Linked DNA regions of Mus musculus: all the other regions are linked to region 4. The links are chromatin contacts, called in public Hi-C and promoter capture Hi-C maps. All regions are on one chromosome and are shown on one strand. Each heading gives the region's core, a stretch centred on a gene start, on an enhancer-like site or on the middle of the called end of the contact. The rest is flanking DNA. Distances are from core to core; before and after follow the strand shown. Region 1 holds the start of 5031426D15Rik (RIKEN cDNA 5031426D15 gene). Region 2 holds the start of Celf2 (CUGBP, Elav-like family member 2). Region 3 has its middle 460 kb from the start of 5031426D15Rik. Region 4 has its middle 290 kb from the start of Gm30904.

Region 1 (2,700 bases), core at 99-2,598, 1.7 Mb before region 4:
ATTTATCACAGCAACAGAAAAGCAAACTACAGAATCCATGTTAGATTGATTGGACTTGTAAAATACATGTGATATTGCTTTAAAAAAGAAAAGAATATTTGTATTCTGAACACAAAATATAAAAGTTAAACAAATATTTATGGAAGGTAATCACAACCTCTTATTGACAGTAAAGCACAATATGGAAATGGGTTGATAAAGTTGAGCTGACTTTGGTAACTGATATATATATATATATAAATTCATAACATAAAGTAACTCAAGGAATAATGACAGTTGGTCTGGGACATGCTGGGATAGGGGAAATTTATCAGCCTGTTCTTAAAACACACCACCAAAAGCACCTGCCTCATACACAGCAGGGTAATGTGGGCCTGTTCTTTCTCTGTTTTCTAACATGTTTGAGAAGCAGACTGTGATGTAATCCTTCAAAACTGAGCTACCCAACTTAGAGTCTCTCCATGGAAGCTTCCCCAGGATGCTCCACACTCCATACGCTGGCTCTGGAGAACCCCAGGGTATGGTGGAGAATATCTTGGGCATATGGCTGGTGTTCTCACTTTCATCTCCTTGACTCTTCAGTTTGTTCTCTCTCTCTTTTTTTTTTCTCTCTTTTGAAATGTGGCTCATTCTAGAAGCAGCTGAATTGGTACAGACAGTACTTCTGAGGATACATCCCTGAGAATTTAGCTGCAAAGCCCAGGAGAAGTCAGATCCCTGGGAAGAAGCCAAGTGCAGATTTCAGAGAAACAGCATCCTCATGCTTGAGCAAGTTTTCCTCTCCAGATGAAACTTGTCAAATTCCCTTCATACACCCTTCTCTCTAGACAGATGGACACAGAAACGGAGATACAGATTCATGCTTATTTCGGTGTAAACATTTTTTTTTCTCCAAAGTACAGCTTTCAGAGAGTCCCCATTACTGACTCCTAAGGAATTACTCACATTTAGTCTAGCGACTCCCTCCAAGACTGTTTAACACTTCATAAGCATTTCCCTTAAGCCATAAACAACCCTGAGACAGATAACCAAGATGGTGCCTCTGATCAGACTTTGCAGGGTGACTTCTGGTTCATCTCCCATTTGATGCCGAGGACAAAGAGATATATCTGTGACTATGATTATCCACTTGGAAGGTGAGGAAATGAAGTTAAAGGCGAGAGTCTGTGAGACAGCTCTGTAGGTAAAGACATTTCTTATCAAGCCTGCCTGAGTAGGAAACTCAGAACTTACATGGTGGAAAGAGAGAGCTGATTCCAGTAAATTGCCCTTTGACCTTCATATGCATGCTATGGTACACACACACACATACATACATACACACACACACACACACACACACACACACACACACACACACATGTGCATAAAATCTTACAAAAGGTTAGCTTGTGGTAAGAGTTTCTGTCTTCTCTGATCAGTTTATAAACACCAAGTTCTTTCTCTTATGAAATCACGTGAACAATGCAAAGACCAATGGGACATCATTTCATGAGGTCTGCCTTGAACACTTCAGTGTCCTCTGAAGATGAAATCAATCACTCTGTTCTTCTCTTTTCTGCGGGAGACAAAGGGAAGGGGGGATGGGCAGAAGAGCTGAAGAGACAGGATCCATTGGCCAAAGCTTAGCTTGATGGTTAGCTAAAGCAGACCTTGTCAAGTTTAGAAGTTTCTTTGTGTGTGTGTGTGTGTGTGTGTGTGTGTGTGTGTGTGTGTATGTGTGTGTGTACAGATATGTGATTGACAACAAGTTCCTTCTCTATTGTTCTCCAACTTCCTTTTGGACACAGAGATCCACATTGGTTCTGGCGCTTGCCAGTTTATTTAACTGGCTGGTCAACAGGCCCCTAGAACACACACCCCCAGCACGAGGATGTTCCTGTTACACACGTGGTTTTTTATGTGGTTTCTGGGGCTCTGAACTCAGGATTCTCAGGTTTGGATTGCAAGCACTTTACAGGTTGATTCCTTCTCCCAGCCCTGTAACAGGGCTTCTGACAGCTTTAACTCACTGGCGAGTGCGTTCATCCTCTTAGACTCAGACAAAGGCATCGAGGGTCATCCTTCACAGAGCAGATGACTCCCAGAAGATGCGTATGCACCAAATGTTAATTCTATTATACCATTAATGTACCATTACCTATAATAAATGTCTTCCAATAAATTGCCCAGTACCATAGGTCACATAGAAATACATAAGGCAGTGCGAGTGAATCATCAGAAAGACTGGCTTAATCGTAGAGACTAAGATTGATCAGATGTGGAAAAGACTAGAAGTCCAGAGTGCCATAAAGCAAATAGAATAGGAAGAAAGTGGCTACCTTGCAGGACTTTGAGGGTCATCCTGTGGAGTATGCTATACTAAATCCTGAGGCGCTGGAGAGTGGAGTGGAGTGGGACCATTGACAGCGAGCGTGGGGAAGCACGGTCTGGCTCATTACAGGAGGATGTGAGATCTTAATGCCATCTACTGTGTGCAATCCACTTTTTGTGGTTCTTTTAGATCAGGTGGTTTACTGCCTTATCCAGTACACAGCATTTAATAAGATGGCAGAGAAGCTAGCAGCGAGGCTCACAGAAGCCAATAACCAGGTTTCAAGCCACTTTTCTTATATGCAGGGGAAAGAGATGTGTGCTCCAAGTCTGAGTTCCTCTGAGGCATATACCTACTTGACCACTTGGCAGCTGTTACCTGAGAAA
Region 2 (2,700 bases), core at 60-2,559, 1.8 Mb before region 4:
GCTACATTCCCTAGGTCCAAAAAAAGGGAGCATTTAAAATCCTCGGCGGTAAATACTGTAGAAGCAGGTCTGATCAACAAGGCATTTGCCACAATGATAATAGTATTACAAGCATCCTCAATCAATAAGTTTTCTTTCTGTAGTTAACAGAGAGGCAAGCCATAAATCTCTAACTTAATCCAGCCAACATAACTGCAAAATGCAAAAAGCTCTGAGAACGGCAGATAATAAATTTTTAAAAGCATAAAACCACAAATAAGCAGACCCAAAGCTTCCCTCTGATAGTCCACACAACAAGATTATAGGAGATAAAAGGGGGTGCTGGAAAAAAAAAACAAACAAACAGAAAACCAGCCCCAGACATGCATTAAGCTAGTTTGACAGCTCCATTGTTCCACCGGTCCCATTGTCAGACCCAAAGATGTATTCAGTGCTACAATGTCTGCTAGCAAATAAACAAAAGACTGCATTTTTAAAAGCAGGATGCCAATTCTATCATAATTCTCTCTCCGCTTCCCAAAAGGTCAGCTGTGTCTCCTTCTCGGTCTATGATAGAACCCCACCACCCATGCAGGAAGCAGGTATCTGCTTTCCCGCACAAGAGGACCCAGGACGCCATGCATGAACAGAGGTCTCCAAACAGGTACACATTTTGGCAAGCAGGATAAAGTGATCCAAACCTGATAACACGAGAGGACTATTTAGGTGTCTAAGTCCAGATTAGAGTGGTATTTGGAACGCAAGTCTAATATGGAGTCTCCTCAGCTCCTTTTTCGATGATTATTCCATGCAGAGTGCATAATAATGAAAGAGGCTTAGACATTGCAAAGGAAAAGACGAACCAACAGCCAGATTCGGAACCCTTAAAACATCCACTGGCTGCTCATAGGTAGCGGGGAGCAAATGCATGGTCTGCTTTCAAAAGACAACTAGTACACACACAACTCCCTCACAGCAGTCCTTCTCCTTTCTCTCCCTGGCTTGCTCGCTCTCCCTCCCAATCTCTTGGTCTCAATTTCATTTCCCTCTCTCTGTTTAGATTCTTTTTTCTCTCTCTTTCTCTTCTAAGATAAGGAAGCTGCTTGATTCAGGGCAAGATTGGCGTCTCCACCAGCTCTCAAAACTAGAAAAGCCTATGTTAAAAACAAAGGACCCAACAACATACCTTAAAAGCAGCTCCTCATTTCTCATAGTAACAGCGGATTTGGGACAGCGCATGCTTTCTACACTGATAGTCTCAACAAAAGCCAGTTCAGAAGTGCGCTCAAACATCAATGCCACAGTCGCTATTCACTAATGCGCCCCCTCTCCTCTCTCTCTCTCTCTCTCTCTCTCTCTCTCTCTCTCTCTCTCTCTCTCTCTCTCTCTCTCCCTCTCTCCTCTCAAATGCTGAATAGTACAGAAAAGGGCTCCTGCAGACTCACTGGGAAGAAATAATCCTCTCCGACAAGTTATGTTATCTAGGCATGTTTTTGCACTGGTGTGCTGTGTCTTCTAGAGAGAGCTTGTTTGCATGCACTCAAGCCTGGCATTGGATCTCCTAATTACCATCTTAAAAACTGGGAAGATTTTAAGCAACTCAGTGACATGTGATTTCATATATATATATATGTGTGTGTGTGTGTGTGTGTGTGTGTGTGTGTGTGTGTGTGTGTGTATGTTAGCAAAACCAATCTCACAGCACAGTTCACTATCAACTATCAGCAGAGCATCCCAGAGGACTGAGATTTGAACAGGTCAGTGTGCTCAAAAGGATTTTTGCCTCTCTTTTCTGGGACACTGCATTCACAGTTGGATTCATCTGTTCCTCTCCTCTTGTCCTTAGAAAGAGTGACAAGGTCAAGACCCTCAGCCTCACCCTGGACCATAGATGCAGAGAACAGAGGCTAAGAAACTGGGAAGTGTTTTAACTCTCTGTATGCCAGAGTTCTTATAAATTAAGAGCTTCATTCACCAGAATCCAGGCATCAAAGCCAGCAGGCAACACAAAGATTGTTTGGTCGCACTGAATGCGTAATTGACAGATACAGCAGCTTCATTCCTGAAAGGCTAATGAGTGGCTTTTTTTCCCCAAAACAAGAAAATTTGCTACTCTGCTTCACTATATTCTTGAGCCTTTGAACATAAAGTGGACCAGAGAAAATACACATTCCCCTTTCTGTTTCTTTGAGTAGGAATCATTCCATAAATAACTAGGAAGTCAAACAGTAAGTTAAGCACACACACACACACACACACACACACACACACACACACACACAGAGAGAGAGAGAGAGAGAGAGAGAGAGAGAGAGAGAGAGAGAGAGAGAACTCTATGGACTGCACACATAGTCATCCAAAAGGGCAAGTTCGGACGTCACTCCAGGGGATGCACACTGACCTTGGAAGTTGGGAAAACCCTCACTTTCTATGGAATAACCTAGAACATTTCAAAACAGACCTGAGTCAACAAAGACTGGTGTGAATCCTGAATGCTCACCCCATCCTATATCGGCACAAAGTGTATCTTTCCTAGTAAAATTCTGGACTTGAAATATAACCGGGACTAAGAGTGAAGAAAATGATGGTGGGTTTTGTTCTCCCCCATATTTGAGGACCTTAAATAATATACCCAGTATCTTGTAAGATCTCTGACTTTTGAACTTGGTCTTATCCACAGTCGGGAGATCTGGGGAGAGTGTAGAGGGAAGAGTTCCTCAG
Region 3 (2,700 bases), core at 98-2,597, 1.2 Mb before region 4:
CAAAGTTCATTGTACTACTTACTTTACTCACTGCTATTAACAAATACCTGACAATGGATGTTTTTAGACTACCAATTTGATGGGACACAATTTCAAATCCTGCTCAGGTAATCATGATGATGGAGATAAAGGTCACATTCCAGCTGTAGTTAGAAACTAGAGAGTGATGAACTAAGGTGCTCAGCAACCCTTTACTTCTCACTGAATCTGCAATTCCAGCCTATGAAGCAGTGCTGCCTATAGTCAGGATGGATCTTTCTCCTCAATCCTTTCTGGAAATGTGCTCAGAGTCGTGCCCAAAGGAACATCTCCAATGTGGTTCAAAATCCAATGGGCAATCACAGTTAACTAGCATAGTCAAGAATAAACTTCAACGCTCTCAATTATTTTTGTTAGTATATATTAATTGTTCAAAGTGATGGGTATCAACAAAACATTTCAACACTTTTAGATCTTAAAATACATCTGTGTGATGCGAATGCGTCATCCATTTAAAAATGAAGTATAATAACCAGAGGGTAGGTTTGAGATTGATATGCTTGGAAAAATATATAAAAATTTGACTTAAAGTAGCATACTTTAAAACCATTTACTTGATACATTGATATCAGTTGTATATGGATATATGTACAAAAGTAATTTACAGTTAGGGCAGTGGAGTCCCAAACTATACAAACCTTCTGCATTTATAAAGACTGGATAATATACAAAGTGCTCCTAATAGTTTGAAGTGAATGGGATATCTCTAAATGTAGACAAAATAGTTTAAAGATCTTTAAGAAGAATAATTACATAGGGGAAGTTTTTCTTAGTTCATAGACTAAGGCTATTTCTGAATACCTATGATGTGGCATTGGAAAATCCCGTTCCCATTAATAAACACTGGCAGAAATCAGAGTATGAGGCTACAGATGGTAAGATGAAACTTTAAAGATCAAGATAACTGCAGAGGAATGTAACCCAAGCCCACAATATTTGGAGGATGGAGGTGAAGTAGAGATTTTAGAGTCCAGCCACAAAGCAGGAAGAAATCAGAGGTGAATGTATTCCGGAAGGATTCAGGAAACAAGATATCTAATTTTTATGCTCTTTAAGCTGAAAACACTTTCTAATTATGCAATGTATGGGCAGCAGGAAACTAGCCATGTGGGTTGGAAGTGTCCTAAGCAGGATCCAAGGGATATAACCAGAGCATCTGAATTTAGCAAAGCAGTACAAGAAACCAAGAAAACTCAAAGCTGAAGAAACGTGAACTCTCACACATGAGCATGTTTTACACGTTCATGTGGAAGATCTCCAGGCTGACTCATAATAGAGGCCATGTTTAGAACTTGGTAATTGAGCAGAAACCTCGGTGACTATGTATCACATGGAAGATAAGAGGGGCAGTCATGTCCAGGCAGAAGGAAGAGTGGGATAATGGAAGGCTCGTGAAATAAGTTGTCACAGAATTATATAATCTGTAATATCAAGTTTATAACAAAACAAACCAGACATGCATATAAACATAAAAGAGTGACAAACAGAGAAGAGCAGAGACAGGACAGAGGAACTGACTTCCCAGGGGCTAGAGTTAGCCGACAAAAGGTTTTTCACAGCTATAATACACAAGTTCAGATAATTAAAGGATGAATAGTATCGTTATTGAAAACTTAAGGAATATAAAACAAACAAACAAAGAAAAAACAATCTAATTGAAACCAGTAATAAATCAAAACTTCATCAGGGCTAGAGAACAAATAGGAAATGATAAAGACTCATAACATTAAAGATCTATCAACATAGATTACTCAGTTTGGAAGACAGAGGAAAGAGGGTGGATAAATGGGAACGTTAGGAACCTATGGGAGACTATGTCAAGTTTGCTTATGAAGAACAGGAAATATAAAAATGACGATAGCATTTTACAATGTGGCACAATTTCTCCCCAGACATTAAATCTAGGTCTAGATAAGCCAGTGAGCTTCATGTGGGGTTGAAACAAAGAAAGTCATTCCTAAACATACTGCAGTTTTAACTGCTGAAATGAAAGCTTAAACACAATCTCAACTCAGGGAAGCCACACACAGGAAATTGCTGGGAGGGGCTTGAACTGATTTTGGATTCCTAAGAAACTGTGAAATTCAGTTGACATTGGAATGTGAAAGCGGCAGCAGAAGAGGTCGCTAATGACGACATCTTCACTCACTGAAGCTATATTTTCAAACCCAAGAGGAAACTGAAATATTTCAGGTAAACCAAGAGTAACTTTCTTACTAGTAGAGCTGTATTCCAAGTATGGAAAGAAAAATGAGTTTGGGTTACATAAAATCTGTATTTCATTTCAATTCTTTAAAAGAATACAAGAATTGAAAGTAAATAATTAATAATATATTGGTGAGCTTGTAATATATATGAATGTTACATATACACATACATGTATATATATGGACATATTAAATAGTTTAAAATCTGACCAATAGAAAATGTGATCAAAAGAAATATACTGACACATGGATTACATTAAGTTTAAATATATGTGCTAATCCTAAAGCAGTCAAAATAACGCAAGGATATAAGTAGAAAACAAAAGAAAATTGAAATGTAATTTTTAAAGGTTGGTTAATGAACAAGAATAAAATCTGAGGAAAATGGTATTGCACTAGAGAAAATAGGAAGCATGCATGATGAATGAAGGATAGCATGATAGCAAATTAGTAA
Region 4 (2,700 bases), core at 187-2,686:
TTTGTTACCTAGCTGTTTATCACCATAGCACTAATACCAACATAAATGGTTGCTGTCCCCATGTCCCGTGTCCTAAGGTATGGACAGGCTGTCTACACTAGTAATCAGTAGGCCCACTTTAATTTTTGAAGGAAAAACTGATAACTCAATACAATAAAGTAAGTTTGTTAAGGATGGCAGCTCTTTTAAATACTTTTCTCATTACCAGGACAAAGTAAATGATCAAAGCAACTCAAGGAAAAAAATGTTTATTTAGGCTCTGAGTTTGAGGGTATAATCCATCATGGCTGGACAGTCAAGGTAGCTGGAGCTTGAGGTGACTCGTTAGATCCATGGTGAAGAAGCAGGGAAAAATGTGGATATTCAACTCAGTTTCTGATTATGCACCTGAAAATCCAGATGCACTCGCATGTATATGCTTGACTCAGTGGATACAAAGGCTAGAGGATGTTGTCCTTGGTAAACTATGATGTCGTCTATGGTATCCTCTGAGCCACAACTCAGCAGTTCACTCAGGATGGCTGGCCACTGAGCTCAGTGTATCATCTTGTCTCTGCTCCCTCAGCCCTGGAGTTACAGACACATTCTTTCATGTCCTACTCTAATGTGGATGCTGGCCATCTGAACCCAAACCCCATGCTGTCTGGTCAGCTGAACATTGCCCTCACTCATGTTACAGATTTTCAAATAATTAATTCAGTGCTCTCTCTGCAGCAATCCTAGAACATCATAAAGTCTTTATCCTAACCAAAATGCCATCATTCGTTGAATTCAATAGATTTGATGAGAGTTAAATGACACAGTAAGAAATAATAGTGCCGTTTTCTATAATATACAAGATGTAATTTTCTATCTGACATTTATAAAAAAAAAGACAATGAGAATTACTTTTACAGTCATAAAAGACAGCATAGTGTTGAATGACTTGAGAAATATTAAAACTAAATCTTTTACACACCTAATTTTTTTTCTATCTGGAACATATATTTCTCATGAATATTTGAACAAGTATGATAAATAGACATTAGAGAAAGTAAAACTTCTATTCTTTTTTTTTTTTAAACAGGAACAGGCTTAGTCTAGCACATACACATACTGGTAAATGCAAAGTCACTAAAGAAGAATCCTGGAAAAAGTCACGTCTTATCTGATCTGAGAATGGTTCCCATAAACTTGAGTTTCCCATGTTAAGAATGCAAGCAGCTCCAAAGGCAAGGCTGCTTCCTTTTGGTATTTCATAGTTTATACCAAATAAGCTTTAAACGTGCGAATGTTTCTCTTGTAACACGGTGTGCTACTGCAGAACTTACGGGGAAGAGGAGGGGACTTAGATCAAACAGATTCCATGCACTTCTGCGCGTATTCAGCTCAACAACTCAATGACTGCTGTATACACAAAGTTAAAACGGCAGAAATAAAGGCAGCTGTGCAGCAAACAAGTGAAAAAGCTTTCTGCTGCCCTCTGCTGATATTGCAGGATCTTCATGCATTCTGCAGGTGTTTATCTTGCAATGTTGGAAGAAAGATTTCCTTTGTGCCTTTGACTACATAAGATGAAAAATATCAATAATAATCATATTTCAATATATTAAATATAAAAGATGAGGACTAGTGGTTGTTTTTAAATTTCAGAATTGCTAAGGATAGTAACTCCTTGTCTTAGTTATATTTTCTGTCACTGTAGTAAAATACCCTGAGAAAAATAACTTAAAGAAGAAAGACATGAATTGGGCTAGCACTCTGAGGACACTGTCATCAGGCAGTGTGGAATACATGTCCCAGGGCTGGGAGTTTGAGTCAGTTGGTCAGATTGCATCTGCAGAGAGGAAGGAGAGAGTAATGGTTCTTCCTGCTCAGCTAGCTTCCTCCTCTCTATGTTAAGTACTCAAATGGTACCGCACTGCTTCCCTCCTACACAGGATCTCCTGGGTTCCTGGAGGTTGGCTTCTGCGTGATTCCAGAGCCTCTCAAGATGACCATCAACCCTAACTATCACATATCTTTTTCCACATTGTATTTTAGGAAAACAGAGATAGAGGCATTACTTCTTTAGAGTTCTCATACTTGCTCCTGTCTTTCTTGGGTTAGAAAGTAGGTTAATTTTCATTTATCTCTGATTAGTCAGTGCCCCCCTTTTGCCAATATTATTTGACTGTTCTCCATCCCACAGCTACATTCTTATGAAAGATAAAATGAGACACACATTCTTTTTTTTTCTCACTTAATCTTTTTTTTAATTAGGTATTTTCCTCATTTACATTTCCAATGCTATCCCAAAAGTCCCCCATACCCACCCCCCCTACTCCCCTACCCACCCACTCCCCCTTTTTGGCCCTGGCGTTCCCCTGTACTGGGGCATATAAAGTTTGCAAGTTCAATGGGCCTCTCTTCTTAAGGAAGAGAAAAATTATGTGAGTAAGAAAAGAACTTTAGTTTGCTAGGAGTTCTTAGAATGGTGAAATGAAAACACACTCTATTGGGCTGGAGAGAAAGTATAGTGGCTAAATACGTTTTTCTCTTCCATAAGACCTAACTTTAGTTCCCAAGACTTAAGTAAGGCATCTTACAGCCACCTGTAACTCCAGCTTCAAGGGATCTAATGCCCTCTGCTGGTCTCCATGGGTACTCACACACATGCCTCTGTGCCTCTAGATCTGTCTTGGTCTCTCTCCTCTCTCGCTCGCTCTCTCTCTCTCTCTC

Evidence for each region. Promoter capture Hi-C pulls out the DNA fragments that hold promoters and counts their contacts. Hi-C and Micro-C count contacts between places; a contact is called where the count stands out from the background.
Region 1: a promoter capture Hi-C map of hippocampal neurons shows a contact between it and region 4, with 22 times the contacts expected there. The contact joins the promoter of 5031426D15Rik here to the enhancer-like site in region 4. A contact is called at or near these places in 14 of 39 promoter capture datasets (the 3T3-L1 cell line, 3T3-L1-derived adipocytes, the C10 cell line and 10 more) and 1 of 484 Hi-C or Micro-C datasets (cerebral cortex).
Region 2: a promoter capture Hi-C map of hippocampal neurons shows a contact between it and region 4, with 8 times the contacts expected there. The contact joins the promoter of Celf2 here to the enhancer-like site in region 4. A contact is called at or near these places in 5 of 39 promoter capture datasets (cranial neural crest, frontonasal cranial neural crest, hippocampal neurons and 2 more), 7 of 484 Hi-C or Micro-C datasets (cerebellar granule neurons, cerebral cortex, cortical neurons and 1 more) and 4 of 115 datasets of contacts at active chromatin or transcription factors (astrocytes, embryonic forebrain, forebrain and 1 more).
Region 3: a contact with region 4 is called in a Hi-C map of cortical neurons, with 4 times the contacts expected there. The contact joins two enhancer-like sites. A contact is called at or near these places in 4 of 484 Hi-C or Micro-C datasets (cerebral cortex, cortical neurons and forebrain) and 1 of 115 datasets of contacts at active chromatin or transcription factors (neural progenitor cells).

Annotation. Positions count from the first base shown.
Region 1 is chr2:6,927,374-6,930,073 of GRCm38.p6, forward strand. It overlaps 5031426D15Rik (RIKEN cDNA 5031426D15 gene), which reads right to left and starts at 1,349. Exons shown (of 1, transcript NR_027890.1): 1 at 1-1,349. It also overlaps a transcript of Celf2 not described here.
Region 2 is chr2:6,883,687-6,886,386 of GRCm38.p6, forward strand. Celf2 (CUGBP, Elav-like family member 2) reads right to left here and starts at 1,310. Exons shown (of 14, transcript NM_001110228.1): 1 at 1,166-1,310. The coding sequence starts at 1,272.
Region 3 is chr2:7,388,229-7,390,928 of GRCm38.p6, forward strand. It overlaps a transcript of Celf2 not described here. Among named protein-coding and RNA genes, the nearest start is that of 5031426D15Rik, 460 kb to the left of the region's middle. Within about 2 kb of position 1,348, at least 4 of the 459 cell types and tissues checked have an H3K27ac peak or open chromatin away from gene starts, as enhancers often do. A contact at or near this core is called in cortical neurons, where this site is marked.
Region 4 is chr2:8,636,880-8,639,579 of GRCm38.p6, forward strand. No RefSeq gene overlaps it. Among named protein-coding and RNA genes, the nearest start is that of Gm30904, 290 kb to the left of the region's middle. Within about 2 kb of position 1,437, at least 5 of the 459 cell types and tissues checked have an H3K27ac peak or open chromatin away from gene starts, as enhancers often do. A contact at or near this core is called in cortical neurons, forebrain and hippocampal neurons, where this site is marked.